2 separate regions of the Pan troglodytes genome follow, and region 2 is linked to region 1. Evidence: chromatin contacts called from public Hi-C data. All regions are on one chromosome and are shown on one strand. The core of a region is the stretch at or near the end of the contact, and the rest is flanking DNA. Distances in the headings are between cores, read along the strand shown.

Region 1 (6,471 bases), core at 1,669-4,168:
ATTTGGGCAGGAAGGCAGGCGTGCCTGTCCTCATCCAGGTCCATGGCGGTGGAGCCCTAGCCAGGGACCATGCTCTACTTTACCCAGCACTTCCCTTCCCCTATTCCATAAGGGACCACACTCTTCTCTTCCCAGCACTCCTGCATCAGTGGCTGGATAAGGGCTCAGTGGCAGAGCCAGTAAGCCATGAGCAGGCATGGAAAATCCCTGTGCCCTGTCCCACCACCTACAAATGGTGACGATCAGTGATGACTAGCTCCTCTATTTGTAGGCTACATGGCAAAAAGTGTCACCAGTCAAAGACTTGCAGTGAGGCCAGCACACAGTTGAACACCAAGAGCATCTGACGTGCTGAGGACAGGGGCTACTCGGTGCTGGTGCCAGTAGCAGAACCTGAAGAACGGCCCCAACAAGCCTCAGTGGCTAAACATCCACTTTTCCACATCTATCTACAGATGCTCTCGTACTAGTACACACACATGTATGTAATGGGGATGTCAGAAAAAAACACAAATGCCAATCAGGGCTTTGGTTAAATTAACAAAAAGCAAACGAATGGGAGAAGGTGGCAGGCAGGGTTGATAGGGTCTTATCTCCCTACATAGCACACATTTCTGTGTGAATGAAAGAGCTGCTTCCTTTTCATTTAATTCAACCACATTTAGTAAACACCCGCCAGTCACCATCCCAGGTCCAGAGTTCCTGTCTTGAAAGCCCTCCGGCCACAAAAAGTATATGGCTGCCACACCTGTGCCCACAACAGAGGTGCTGCACTGGGTCCAAAAGCGTTAGGAGGGGGTGTGCGAGGCTGTGCAGGCCACAGGAATCAATAGCCCAGAAGCAGTGGTGAGCCAGCCTGCAGGGCTGGGTGTGTGCAGGGAGACTGGGAGGTCACAGAATGCCCCACCCACGCGTCAGGTCCAAGGAACCTTCTCTCCCAGCACAGCAGCCACAGAATCAACTTCCAAAGTCACCAATAAGGCTGATGACCCTGGGAAATGCAATCCCACATCCCACTGCTCACAGTCCACCGAGAACATGGTTCCTCAATACAGGCCACACCAAGCTGTGTCACTGGTGCTCGTGCAAACCCCCAAAACCAGGTGGCCCCTCAAGCTCAGTGAAGAAAGCACATTTCTCATGATGGGCAGCAGTCCGTGTTCTCTGCACACTGGCTAGGAGCTCCCAAGAGCCACGGGAGCCTTTCCTGGTGCTCCTACCCCAAAGAAACCAAGCTGGGTGGACCGGCACAGACAGAGGATCTCTACCCCAAATAACCCAGCTCTGTGAAAGGGGGGTTACGAGACAGAGGGCAGCAACCAGGCTTCTCTCCTGGGCCTCTGTGGACCCTGGGAAAGAAAACTAAGCACGAGCACCTGTTTCCTGACACAGGAGACAGCCACGAACTCAGGCAAGCACATGCCCCACAGCCTCCACCTCTGACCCCCTGGAGTCCCTCAGCAGTCAGCAATCAACCCCAGCCAGTGGGAAATGACGAGGTGCAGGTCTCCACAAGCCACAGCGGCCTGCACGTCAGTTTCAAGTTAACAAAAACACCTTAGCCTCAGGTCATTCCACTCTGACATCAAAGAGAGACCAGAGACACCTGTTCACGGGGACCCTGAGAGCCTGAGACTGAGCACTGAAGATCCTGCTGACGGCAGCACCCTAGGGTGCCCAGACTGTCCATGCAGCCACGTCACAAACACGTACCACCGATGAAACATGCCGCAAACAACGATTCCCACACGCATCTCCAGCCCTCGCCTCCCCGGGACCCGAGGTCTTCGGGACATCTCCATCCATGGTCATCGCACTGAGACCCAACAGCTCTAAACTCAACTCACCACCCTCACCTGACTTATCACCGGCCCTACCCTGCCTGCCTCTTACCGCATCGTGTGCGTTCACCACCATCCCCTTCCAAAGTGGTCCCTGCCTACAGGGCTGTCCCCGACCCAACTCTGCTCACATCCCTAAGTTCGGCCACACCCCCGTACCCCTTTTCTGCCTACCTCACTGCACTTGAGTTTATGAGTCTGTCCCTTCCCCAACTGAGCAGGCAAAGGAGCCCCTCCCCAGAGTGTGTAGGACCGAGCCACCAGCGCCCGCAGAGTGGTTTCCTCTGACCCTAACACTGCAGCTGCACTGACGCTGCCCGAAAATCCGACCCCCTAAGTCTCACCTTGGCTGAGTGAGGGCTGGCTCCCGGCGGCCCTGCCAGCGCTATGCCCGGCACGCTATGACCAGTCATCCTCGTGACTAGGGACAAATCACCTTCCTGCTCGCGATCGTCAGAGAATACGGAAGGCATACGGAGGCCCGGGGCACGCCGGCTTTGCAGGCTCCGGGCGTATGCTTGGCTTCCCGGAGAGAGGACCCCCGGTGGCCCCGCTTGGGGGGAGAAGGGCCGGGGACCACCGCGCTCCCGGGGAGGGCCGGGCACTGGGGACCACCGGGCTCACAGGAGGGGCGGGCACCGGGGACCACCGGGCTCCCGCGGAGGGGCGGGCACCGGGGACCACCAAGCTCCCCGAAGAGGGGTGGTCGCGCGGCCGAGACGACTTAGCGGCGCAGAGGAGGAGCACAGCCGCACAGCTCCGGCCTCTCTTCCGGGCTGTGGCGCGGCGCACACCTGAGCCGAGGTCCCCGCGACACCCAGGACCCTCCCAGCGTTCGCCCTGTGACCTTGGGGAGGCGCCTCCTGACTCGGCTTCCTCCGCGGCCCCGCCAAGGGAGCCGCCCCAGGCTCTTCAGCCCAGACTTCCCCGAGGGGCTCTTCCCCAGCGCCGCCGAAGGCTCATCCCCACCCGCCGTTTACCTGAGGAGCCGCCGCCACCTCGGCCGGGGCGCCGCCTTCCCGCCCAGCAGGGGCCCGGAGTGGGCGGAGCCGCGCGCGCCGAGCCCGCCCCCGCTGCCTTCTGGCCAACCGCAGCCTGGAGCGCGGCAGCAGGTCCCCGCCCCCGAGCGATCTCTGCACTTATTGGTCGGGGGCACGTCTCTCACGCTCGCTCCACCCCGCCCACCTTCATTTGCAAAGCAGCAGTGCGCAGACTCCGCCTCACGCTCGGCCCCGCCCGTCTGTTCAGCGCCAGTTCGGCCGCCACGGCGCAGGCGCGGCCTTCAGGCTCGCGACAGCTACGCCAGCCCCGGGGTGCTGCAGTCCCCGTGTCCCCGTCGGACGCATACAGCCCTGACAACCTCCGCTCCCAGACGCCGGGGACGCGGGCTCGGCGCGGCGTTGCGGCCGCTCGCAAGCACACGCCCGCCCTGGACTCGCGCGGCCTCGCCCGCCCTCTGTCTGCCCCGGAAGCGCCAGCTGGAGGCCGCGGCACCCGGAGGGGGGCAGGACTCGCAGGGCCCTGCGCTCGTTGGGAAAGAGGCGACCAGCGGGGTCCCGGGAGCTCAGGACGCGATAAGAGCGATGTGAGGAAGGAAAGCGCCCGCCGCGCGTCCAGGCTGGGCGTCGGCAGAGGCGGAGGCGGCGGGAGCAGCGCGGGCAGGATGTCCACTCCTGGCTGGAGGGACGGCGCCCGGGAGAGCGCAGTAGCCTTTGCGGATGCGGGCGCGGCCCCTGCGGCGGCTTCCCGCGCGCCTGTGGCCTTGTCCCCTCCCGGTCTCGGTGCCGCCGCCGCCTCACGCACACCAGCTGCCGCGCGCAGCACAGCCCCACTTTCACTCCGATCACAAACGAACGCCAGCCTCTCCGCCAGGGGGCAGGCCTGAGTCTGTATTTTGCTCCCGAGGGCTGCTTACAAAGCCCAGCACGGGACGGCTGCCCAATGAAGCCCCCCGGGAATGGATTCAGGTGCAGGCAACGACGCGGATAATCGAGACTGCAAAGGGAGGGTGGACAGAGCCAATGGCCGTTCTGATCCTGCAGTCATCACTTGGCTTGACACTCGCGGGCTTCCAGCTGTGTCCTGCCACTGGTGGGAGCGGAGGTGTGCCGCAGGCTCCCAGGCTCCGCAGCAGAGCCCAGAGGCTCAGCCACCCTGGGTCGGGACCACCTTGCTCTGGTTCTAGAGTGGCCGCTTCTTGCAGCCCCCACCTTCGACGAACTCCACCCTGCCCCCGTGCCTCTCAAGCCCTTCTAACACTTAAGCAACCAATCCCACCTGCTTAAATTGCCTGGCGCAGTTTCTATTTTTTTCCTAATGAAGGGGTGGCCTGTCCCTCCACACCTGTGGGTATTTCTAGTCGGGTGGGACGAGAGACTGAGAAAAGAAATAAGACACAGAGACAAAGTATAGAGAAACAACAGTGGGCCCAGGGGACCAGCACCAGCACCGGCCTCTGAGTTCCCTCAGTTTTTATTATTATTTTCATTATTTCAGCAAAAAGGAATGTAGTAGGAGAGCAGGGTGATAATAAGGAGAAGGTCAGCAAAAAACATGTGAGCGAAAGAATCTATGTCATAATTAAGTTCAAGGGAAGGTACTATGACTGGACGTGCACGTAAGCCAGATTTGTTTCTCTCCACCCAAACATCTCAGTGGAGTAAAGAATAACAAAGCAGCATTACTGCAAACATGTCTCACCTCCCACCATAGGGCGGTTTTTCTCCTAGCTCAGAACTGAATGTACAATCGGGTTTTATACCAAGACATTCAGTTCCCAGGGGCAGGCAGGAGACAGTGGCCTTCCTCTATCTCAACTGCAAGAGGCTTTTCTCTTTTACTAATCCACCTCAGCACAGACCCTTTACGGGTGTCAGTTTGGGGGACAGTCAGGTCTTTCTCATCCCACGAGGCCATATTTCAGACTATCACATGGGGAGAAACCTTGGACAATACCCTGCTTTCAAGGGCAGAGGTCCCTGTGGCTTTCCGCAGTGCATTGTGCCCCTGGTTTATCGAGACTAGAGAATGGTGATGACTTTTACCAAGTATACTGCTTGTAAACATTTTGTTAATAAAGCACGTCCTGCACAGCCCTAGATCCCTTAAACCTTGATTTCATACAACACACGTTTTTGTGCGCTCCAGGTTGGATCAAAGTGGCTGGGGCAAAGCTACAAATTAACAACATCTCAGCAAAGCAATTGTTTAAAGTACAGGTCTTTTTCAAAATGGAGTCTCTTATGTCTTCCCTTTCTACATATACACAGTGACAGTCTGATCTCTCTTTCTTTTCCCTACACCTAACCCCCAGGTCAACCACAAACCAGTTTTCTTCTGAGGTCTAACTGTCCCCTAGGCTGGAGTGCAGTGGCGCGATCTCGGCTCACTGCAACCTCTGCCTCCCGGGTTCACGCCATTCTTCCGCCTCAGCCTCCCGAGTAGCTGGGACTACAGGTGCCCACCACCATGCCCGGCTAATTTTTTTTTTGTATTTTTAGTAGAGACAGGGTTTCACTGTGTTAACCAGGATGGTCTCGATCTCCTGACCTCGTGATCTGCCCGTCTTGGCCTCCCAAAGTGCTGGGATTACAGGCATGAGCCACCGCGCCCGGCCCAAGCTGGGTTTTATTGTTGAAATGAGGCCTCTCACTGTTACCCAGGCTGGAGTGCAGTGGCACAATCATAGCTCACAGCAGCCTTACATTCCTGCGCTCAAGTGATCCTCTCGCCTCAGCCTCCCAAATAGCTGGGATTACAAGTGGGCACCACCAAGTCTGGCTAATTTTTAAATTTTGTTGCAGAGACAAGGTCTCACTATGTTACCCAGGCTGGTCTGCAACTCCTGGCCTCAAGAGATCCTCCTGCCTTGGTCACCCAAAGTGCTGGGATTACAGGCATAAGCCACTACACCCAAACCTTGTCCTTATTTTCTGTATCCCAGGCAATTTGCCAAACAAGGCCTGAGGGTGAGCAAAGGAATATCAAACACATGCTTTGCTCTTCAGAAGCTCGTGGTCCAAAATGGATGAGAAAGTGTGTCTTTCCAGTTCAAGCCAGCCCATTCTGGGGCCTTTTCTGCAGCAAACATGCCAAGTGCACCCACAGATCTCGGTGGAGGAGACCCCAATTCCCCAGACTCACTGGTCTGTACCAAGCACCAGACCCTTGCAGACATTCCCAGGATGGCTGCCCATCAGGCAGCCCTGCCCTCCAGGCCCACAGCCACTGTGCTGTCCAGCTCACAGCAGAGATGACACATTTGGGTTGGGCTTCCCCACCATGGGGGCTCAATTTCATCATCTGTAAAGCGAGGATTGCTTGGTTGTGTTAGGACTTGAGATCCCAGATGTGAAATGCCCCCACGGGCTGGGCACCTGAATGTCTTCTGTGAACGGGGGCAGGACTGCAACAGGTGGTAGTTGTAGCTGGTGCGACTGCCCAGAATGGCACCGGGCACAGAGCTAGCACTCAAACGTTAGCAGTAATAGGGCCCACAGGGCACTCTGGGGTCCAGAAGGGAGGGGCAAGGTTGGCTTTTGTCTCTTGGAACTGTCGGATCAGAGGTAGGCTCAGGAGTGGGGCCCTTGCTTGCCCTGGGGTGTGTGGTCAAGTCTGCAGAGGTCTCTAG
Region 2 (6,233 bases), core at 587-3,086, 120 kb before region 1:
CGGCCCCGCTCGCAGCCAGGGCTGGCCTGGGGGCATGCTTGCGGTGGGCCTTGCCCAGCTCAGGTCCAAGGTGGGGGCTGTCTGCAGTCACCCCGGGCGTCCACCTCCCCCAGCAGCGTCTGCCTCCTGGCTGCTGCCGGCCACCTCCTAACTGCGAATCGCTGTCTTTCTGTCGCGGTCCTTGCTCTGCAGAGGGGAGGGAGGAGTGTCAGGCCCCGGCAGAGCCCAGCGCCAGTCTGCGCCTCTTTGGCCTCCCTGCTGGGTGCCATCTCAGGTGGCCAGCGCCAAGGCACCTCCTTCCCGGCTCTCCCCAGCTTCCCTCAAGCGTTTTGGGGAGGGGAGCATACTGCTGCACAGCCGAAATTGTAAAATTAAATTTCCCAGATGTTCAGGCCCCAGGAGCTCGCGCGTGCTGTCTGGAGAGGAAATGGGGATTGGGAAAAGCCGTGCCGTATTTTCTCCCTGCTCACCCTGCTTTTCCGGTGCCACCAAGCACAGCAGGAGCTGTAAATCACAGCTGGCCAGCGTCTCCTGCAGGGGCCCTCACCCCCAGCCCCCACATCTCCTGCCAGCCTCTGCCTTCGTGTCCCATGGCCCACGTCTCGGGCAGCCCTACAGGACCTGGTGTCTTGGTGTGCGGCCTAGGTGGGGGACGGACAGCAGGTGCCCAAGATGGCTTAGGCCAGTGCTGGGCCGCAGGGGCTGAGAACCCGGGGTCCTTCCTCTCTTGCCTTGCAGCCTCTTACTTTCTGAACTCAGCTGTTTTCACTCCGCCTTTCAACTTACTGAAAAGGGAAGCTTGCAGCGGCCTGGTCCAGCTCCCCAGCCTCCCCGCCCTGGGTGGGCCCCTTTGGCCATCCCTAGCTCTTAACCCTCATGCAGCTCCCTGCAGGGGACTCCACACTCCACTGGGAGCTGAGTGTCCTAGGGACGCCCTGGAGAGGAGCCCCAGGAGAAGGCCCCAGCCCCCCGGCAGGCCTGTGTTACAGGTGTGCCTGCCTGTGCCCTGTTGGGGAGCCCTGCCCGTGTGGCCTTGCCTCCTCTGCCTGGCAGGTGTGGGCTGAGGGGCGCGTTGGAGGCCCCCTCGGCGCCCCACGGCCCGTGCTCACCAACTTTCTCTGGTTGCTGAGGCAGAAGGTGCAGATCTGTTTGGGCTGGGTGTTCTCGCCGTCGCGGGCGGGAGGCGGCGGGGGCGGCGGTGGGGGGCTGCCGGCGCGCGCCGCGTGGAAGAAGGCGGGCCCGGAGTGGCAGGGCTGTCCGTCGCCGCAGGCCTCGCCCGCCAGCAGCACGTTGCCCAGGTGCGAGATGTAGCTGGAGGCCAGGCGCAGCGTCTCAATCTTGGAGAGCTTGCGGTCGGCGGGCTCGGTGGGGATCAGCGTGCGCAGCGCCGTGAAGGCCGTGTTCACGCTGTTGGTGCGGTCTCGCTCGCGCGCGTTCGCCGTGTGCCGCTGCCGGGGCTCACGGCCTGGCCGGCCCCCTGGCCCCCCGCCCCCGGCCCGCCGGCCCCCCGCCCTCCGCCGGGCGCCCTGGAGGCCGCAGCGCGCCGCGTGCACGCGACAGGGTTTCTCGTCGGAGCCGGAGCTGTCGCTGCCGCGGTCCTCGTCCTCCGACAGCGGGCTCACCTCGGGGTACAGGTAGCGGCCCGGCGGCGCCGGGCGCAGCGTGGCGAAGGACATGGGGCCGGCGGGGGCGCGGCGTCAGCTCTGTCGCGCGCTGCTCATGCCGCCTCCTGCGGCCGCCGCGGGCCTCGCGGGCCGGCCGGGGCGAGGCGCGGGGTCTTGGCTGCGCCCCGCGGTGGCAGCTGCCGGGCGCCGCGCGCACATGTGCGTCCCGGGCTGGAGCGGGGCCCCGAGCTGCGCCTTTATAGCCGCGTCCCGGCCCCTCCCCCGCGCACGCCCCGCCCCTCTCAGCCCGGAGGCTCCTCGAGCAGCGCCCGCCGCGTCCCTCGGCCTTCTGTGGCCACGCTTTGGCGGTGGGCGGGGGGGGGCCGGGGGGCTGGTCTTTGGGGGCATCGTTCCGTCTCTGGGGATGCAGAGGAAGTGGGAGGTCGCTTCTGGGCTGTAGTTACTCAGGGCCCCAAAACTGCAGTGCCCCCCGTCCCCGGGAGAGAGGAGGAAGATCAGCGGGACCCACCACCCCGTTTTCTCCCGTGGCACAACTGAGTTAACCCAGCCGCCCTGGCCCTGCTGCCTGACCGCACCCTGTCTGTCTTTGCCTCCCATGTGCGCCAGCGCCTGCCCTGTGCCAGGCCGTGTGCAGGGGGCGGGCACAGGCGAGTATTCAGGGGCCTAGAGCTCAGTCTCTCCTGCACCTGCCTCTCCAGGCTTGGCACAGACCGTGCCTCCTGCTAGCTGGCCAGGTCCCCTGTTCTTGAGCTGTGTGGACCTCTCACCCCGTCGGTCTCCTTGCCCCTTCCTCCTTCCCCCGTTCCTCTCCAGGGCCACCAGGTCCCTCAGGAAGCACACACATACCCCCATTATCCAATTTGGGGATGGCCCCCTATCTCCATGGGGAGGAGAGGGAAGGACCTTCAGCAGGGGGCAGGGCCCAAGGGGTCCCTCCTGCAGCAGGGGGCCCGGCAGGCTCCCAGCTGTGCTCTGTCTTGTCTGGGCCCCTCCCCGTGGCTACTGTTGCAGGAAGCAGCCGCCTGGGCAGCGGTCCCCAGGCTGGAAGGAGCGAGGGTGGCGGCTGGCAGGGGCTGCAACCAGGAATGTACGTCCAGGAACGTGGCTGTTCTGCCTGGGGAGGGGCCGAGGGCAGACGGTGGGGGGTCCCCCACAGAGAGGTCTTGGCTTCTGCCTCTCTGTGGAATGGGTCAGTTGGGGTCTTCCCCGAGTCCCCGTCTTACAGCTGCCCACTTCTGCCTAAGGCCCCTGCCAGGGGAGGGAGCCCGTGGGTGATGAGGTCATCCCTGTCTGTGGCTGCCCAGAGCCCTGGCCAAGGAATCCAGTGAGGGGGGAGCTCTGGGGTTGGCACCACTTCAGTGGAAAATGTGAAGGTGCAGCTCCGGCGCCTCCGAGGGCGGGGGTGGGGGCAGCGTGGCCGCCATGCCACGTCAGACCCCAGGGCTGGGGAACGGGCGTAGGTCAGGGCCAGTGACCTCAGGGCACTTGAGGCTGGGCCTGCACTCACCCTGCAACCCCCTCACCTGCTCCCCTGGGCGGCCCGAAGCGGGGGTGGGCCTTGTAGGATCAGATGCCGACATGGTGGCCCCCGGCTGCAGGACATCCGGAACACGGTGGGCAACGTGCCCTTGGAGTGGTACGATGACTTCCCCCACGTGGGCTACGACCTGGACGGCAGGCGCATCTACAAGCCCCTGCGGACCCGGGATGAGCTGGACCAGTTCCTGGACAAGATGGACGATCCTGACTACTGGTGAGGGCTGGTGGGGTGGGGCCAGCAGCCAGGGTGGGCCCGAGGGGTGGGGCAGGGCTGGCGGGGTCTGACTGGCGGTCTCCAGGCGCACCGTGCAGGACCCGATGACAGGGCGGGACCTGAGACTGACGGATGAGCAGGTGGCCCTGGTGCGGCGGCTGCAGAGTGGCCAGTTTGGGGATGTGGGCTTCAACCCCTATGAGGTAGGTGGCAGGGGCTGGCCCCTGGGGGGCGGGGGTCCTGGAGACACCAGCAGGGCCTCAGCCACTCTGGCCCACACGTCCACATCTTCTCCCCCAGCCGGCTGTCGACTTCTTCAGCGGGGACGTCATGATCCACCCGGTGACCAACCGCCCGGCCGACAAGCGCAGCTTCATCCCCTCCCTGGTGGAGAAGGAGAAGGTGGGGCACACGGCCCCTGGGGCTTGGCCTGGGCTGACCGCCCCGCACTGCGCGTCCTGACCCGGCTGTCTATGCAGGTCTCTCGCATGGTGCACGCCATCAAGATGGGCTGGATCCAGCCTCGCCGGCCCCGAGACCCCACCCCCAGCTTCTATGACCTGTGGGCCCAGGAGGACCCCAACGCCGTGCTCGGGCGCCACAAGATGCACGTGCCTGCTCCCAAGCTGGCCCTGCCAGGCCACGCCGAGTCGTACAACCCACCCCCTGAATACCTGCTCAGCGAGGAGGAGGTGGGCCTGCATCCTGGGGGCCGGGACCCTGTCCCCATGCTCCCCTGTGACCCTCCCCACCCCTGTGTCTTGGTCTCCACAGCGCCTGGCGTGGGAACAGCAGGAGCCGGGCGAGAGGAAGCTGAGCTTTTTGCCACGCAAGTTCCCGAGCCTGCGGGCCGTGCCTGCCTACGGACGCTTCATCCAGGAACGCTTCGAGCGCTGCCTTGACCTGTACCTGTGCCCACGGCAGCGCAAAATGAGGGTGTGTGGGGGCGGCACACCGGGGGGTGGCACGGGGGGCAAGGCTGACCCGGCGCTCTCCCGCCCCAGGTGAATGTACAGCCTGAGGACCTCATCCCCAAGCTGCCGCGGCCGAGGGACCTGCAGCCCTTCCCCACGTGCCAGGCCCTGGTAAGTGGAGACTAAGGGGCTGGGGTGGCACCCTCCCGGTCTGACTCCTCACTGCCACCGCCTCCTCCTCAGGTCTACAGGGGCCACAGTGACCTTGTCCGGTGCCTCAGTGTCTCTCCTGGGGGCCAGTGGCTGGTTTCAGGTGGGTCCGAGCTGGGGGCAGCCTTGAGCTGGGGGGCAGGTGGGATGGCCAGGTGTTGAGAGCTGTCTCTGCCGCATCCAGGCTCTGACGATGGCTCCCTGCGGCTCTGGGAGGTGGCCACTGCCCGCTGTGTGAGGACTGTTCCCGTGGGGGGCGTGGTGAAGAGCGTGGCCTGGAACCCCAGCCCCGCTGTCTGCCTGGTGGCTGCGGCCGTGTAAGTGGAGGCCCTGGGGACTGGGGAGCCAGGGGTGGCACTGTGCTTAGGGGCTGTGTCTGGGCCTGGCTCACAGGGAGGACTCGGTGCTGCTGCTGAACCCAGCTCTGGGGGACCGGCTGGTGGCGGGCAGCACAGATCAGCTGTTGAGCGCCTTCGTCCCGCCTGAGGAGCCCCCCTTGCAGCCGGCCCGCTGGCTGGAGGCCTCAGAGGAGGAGCGCCAAGCAGGCCTGCGGCTGCGCATCTGCCACGGGAAGGTACGTGGGGCGCCTTGGGGGTGAGTGAGGCTGCAGTGGGAGGGGCCCGGCTCAGCCACTCAGCCAGCCTTGCTCTTCTGCAGCCAGTGACGCAGGTGACCTGGCACGGGCGTGGGGACTACCTGGCCGTGGTGCTGGCCACCCAAGGCCACACCCAGGTGCTGATTCACCAGCTGAGCCGTCGCCGCAGCCAGAGTCCGTTCCGCCGCAGCCACGGACAGGTGCAGCGAGTGGCCTTCCACCCTGCCCGACCCTTCCTGTTGGTGGCGTCCCAGCGCAGCGTCCGCCTCTACCACCTGCTGCGCCAGGAGCTCACCAAGAAGCTGATGCCCAACTGCAAGTGGGTGTCCAGCCTGGCGGTGCACCCTGCAGGTGAGGGGTGGGGGCGGTGCACCCTGCAGATGAGGGGTGGGGGGGCTGGTGCACCCTGCAGGTGAGGGGTGGGGGGGCTGGTGCACCCTGCAGGTGAGGGGTGGGGGTAGGGGCAGTGCACCCTGCAGGTGAGGGGTGGGGGTAGGGGCAGTGCACCCTGCAGGTGAGGGGTGGGGGTAGGGGTGGTGCACCCTGCAGGTGAGGGGTGGGTGGGGGTGGTGCACCCTGCAGGTGAGGGGTGGGGGGGCGGTGCACCCTGCAGGTGAGGGGTGGGGGGGCTGTGCACCCTGCAGGTGAGGGGTGGGGGGGCTGGTGCACCCTGCAGGTGAGGGGTGGGGGTAGGGGCAGTGCACCCTGCAGGTGAGGGGTGGGGGTAGGGGCAGTGCACCCTGCAGGTGAGGGGTGGGGGTAGGGGCAGTGCACCCTACAGGTGAGGGGTGGGGGGGCTGGTGCACCCTGCAGGTGAGGGGTGGGGGGGGGCGGTGCACCCTGCAGGAGAGGGGTGTAGGTGACGGGCGGGGCAGTGCACCCTGCAGGTGAGAGCGGGAACACCTGCATCACAGCCTTTGGCCCTAGGTGACAACGTCATCTGTGGGAGCTACGATAGCAAGCTGGTGTGGTTTGACCTGGATCTTTCCACCAAGCCATACAGGATGCTGAGGTGAGGAGAGCTGGGGGTGGAGGCGGCCAGCAGAGCCCCTCCCTTCAGCCCGAGCCTGCCTTCAACCTGGTTCCCTCCCCCCAGACACCACAAGAAGGCTCTGCGGGCTGTGGCCTTCCACCCG

The links. A called contact is a pair of places that touch in the nucleus more often than the background predicts.
Region 2: a contact with region 1 is called in a Hi-C map of stem cell-derived neural progenitor cells, with 2.7 times the contacts expected there. The contact joins the promoter of SCX here to the promoter of MROH1 in region 1. A contact is called at or near these places in 1 of 7 Hi-C or Micro-C datasets (stem cell-derived neural progenitor cells) and 1 of 1 datasets of contacts at active chromatin or transcription factors (stem cell-derived excitatory neurons).

The regions. Positions count from the first base shown.
Region 1 is chr7:154,508,049-154,514,519 of NHGRI_mPanTro3-v2.0_pri, reverse strand. It overlaps MROH1 (maestro heat like repeat family member 1), which reads right to left and starts at 2,918. Exons shown (of 43, transcript XM_063816715.1): 1 at 2,822-2,918.
Region 2 is chr7:154,625,936-154,632,168 of NHGRI_mPanTro3-v2.0_pri, reverse strand. SCX (scleraxis bHLH transcription factor) reads right to left here and starts at 1,836. Exons shown (of 2, transcript XM_024345382.3): 1 at 1,110-1,836; 2 at 1-186. The coding sequence starts at 1,676. The coding sequence ends at 148. It overlaps BOP1 (BOP1 ribosomal biogenesis factor), which reads left to right. Exons shown (of 16, transcript XM_016960107.4): 4 at 3,224-3,378; 5 at 3,464-3,581; 6 at 3,679-3,780; 7 at 3,858-4,070; 8 at 4,153-4,314; 9 at 4,383-4,463; 10 at 4,536-4,605; 11 at 4,687-4,819; 12 at 4,896-5,076; 13 at 5,160-5,448; 14 at 6,025-6,109; 15 at 6,194-6,233.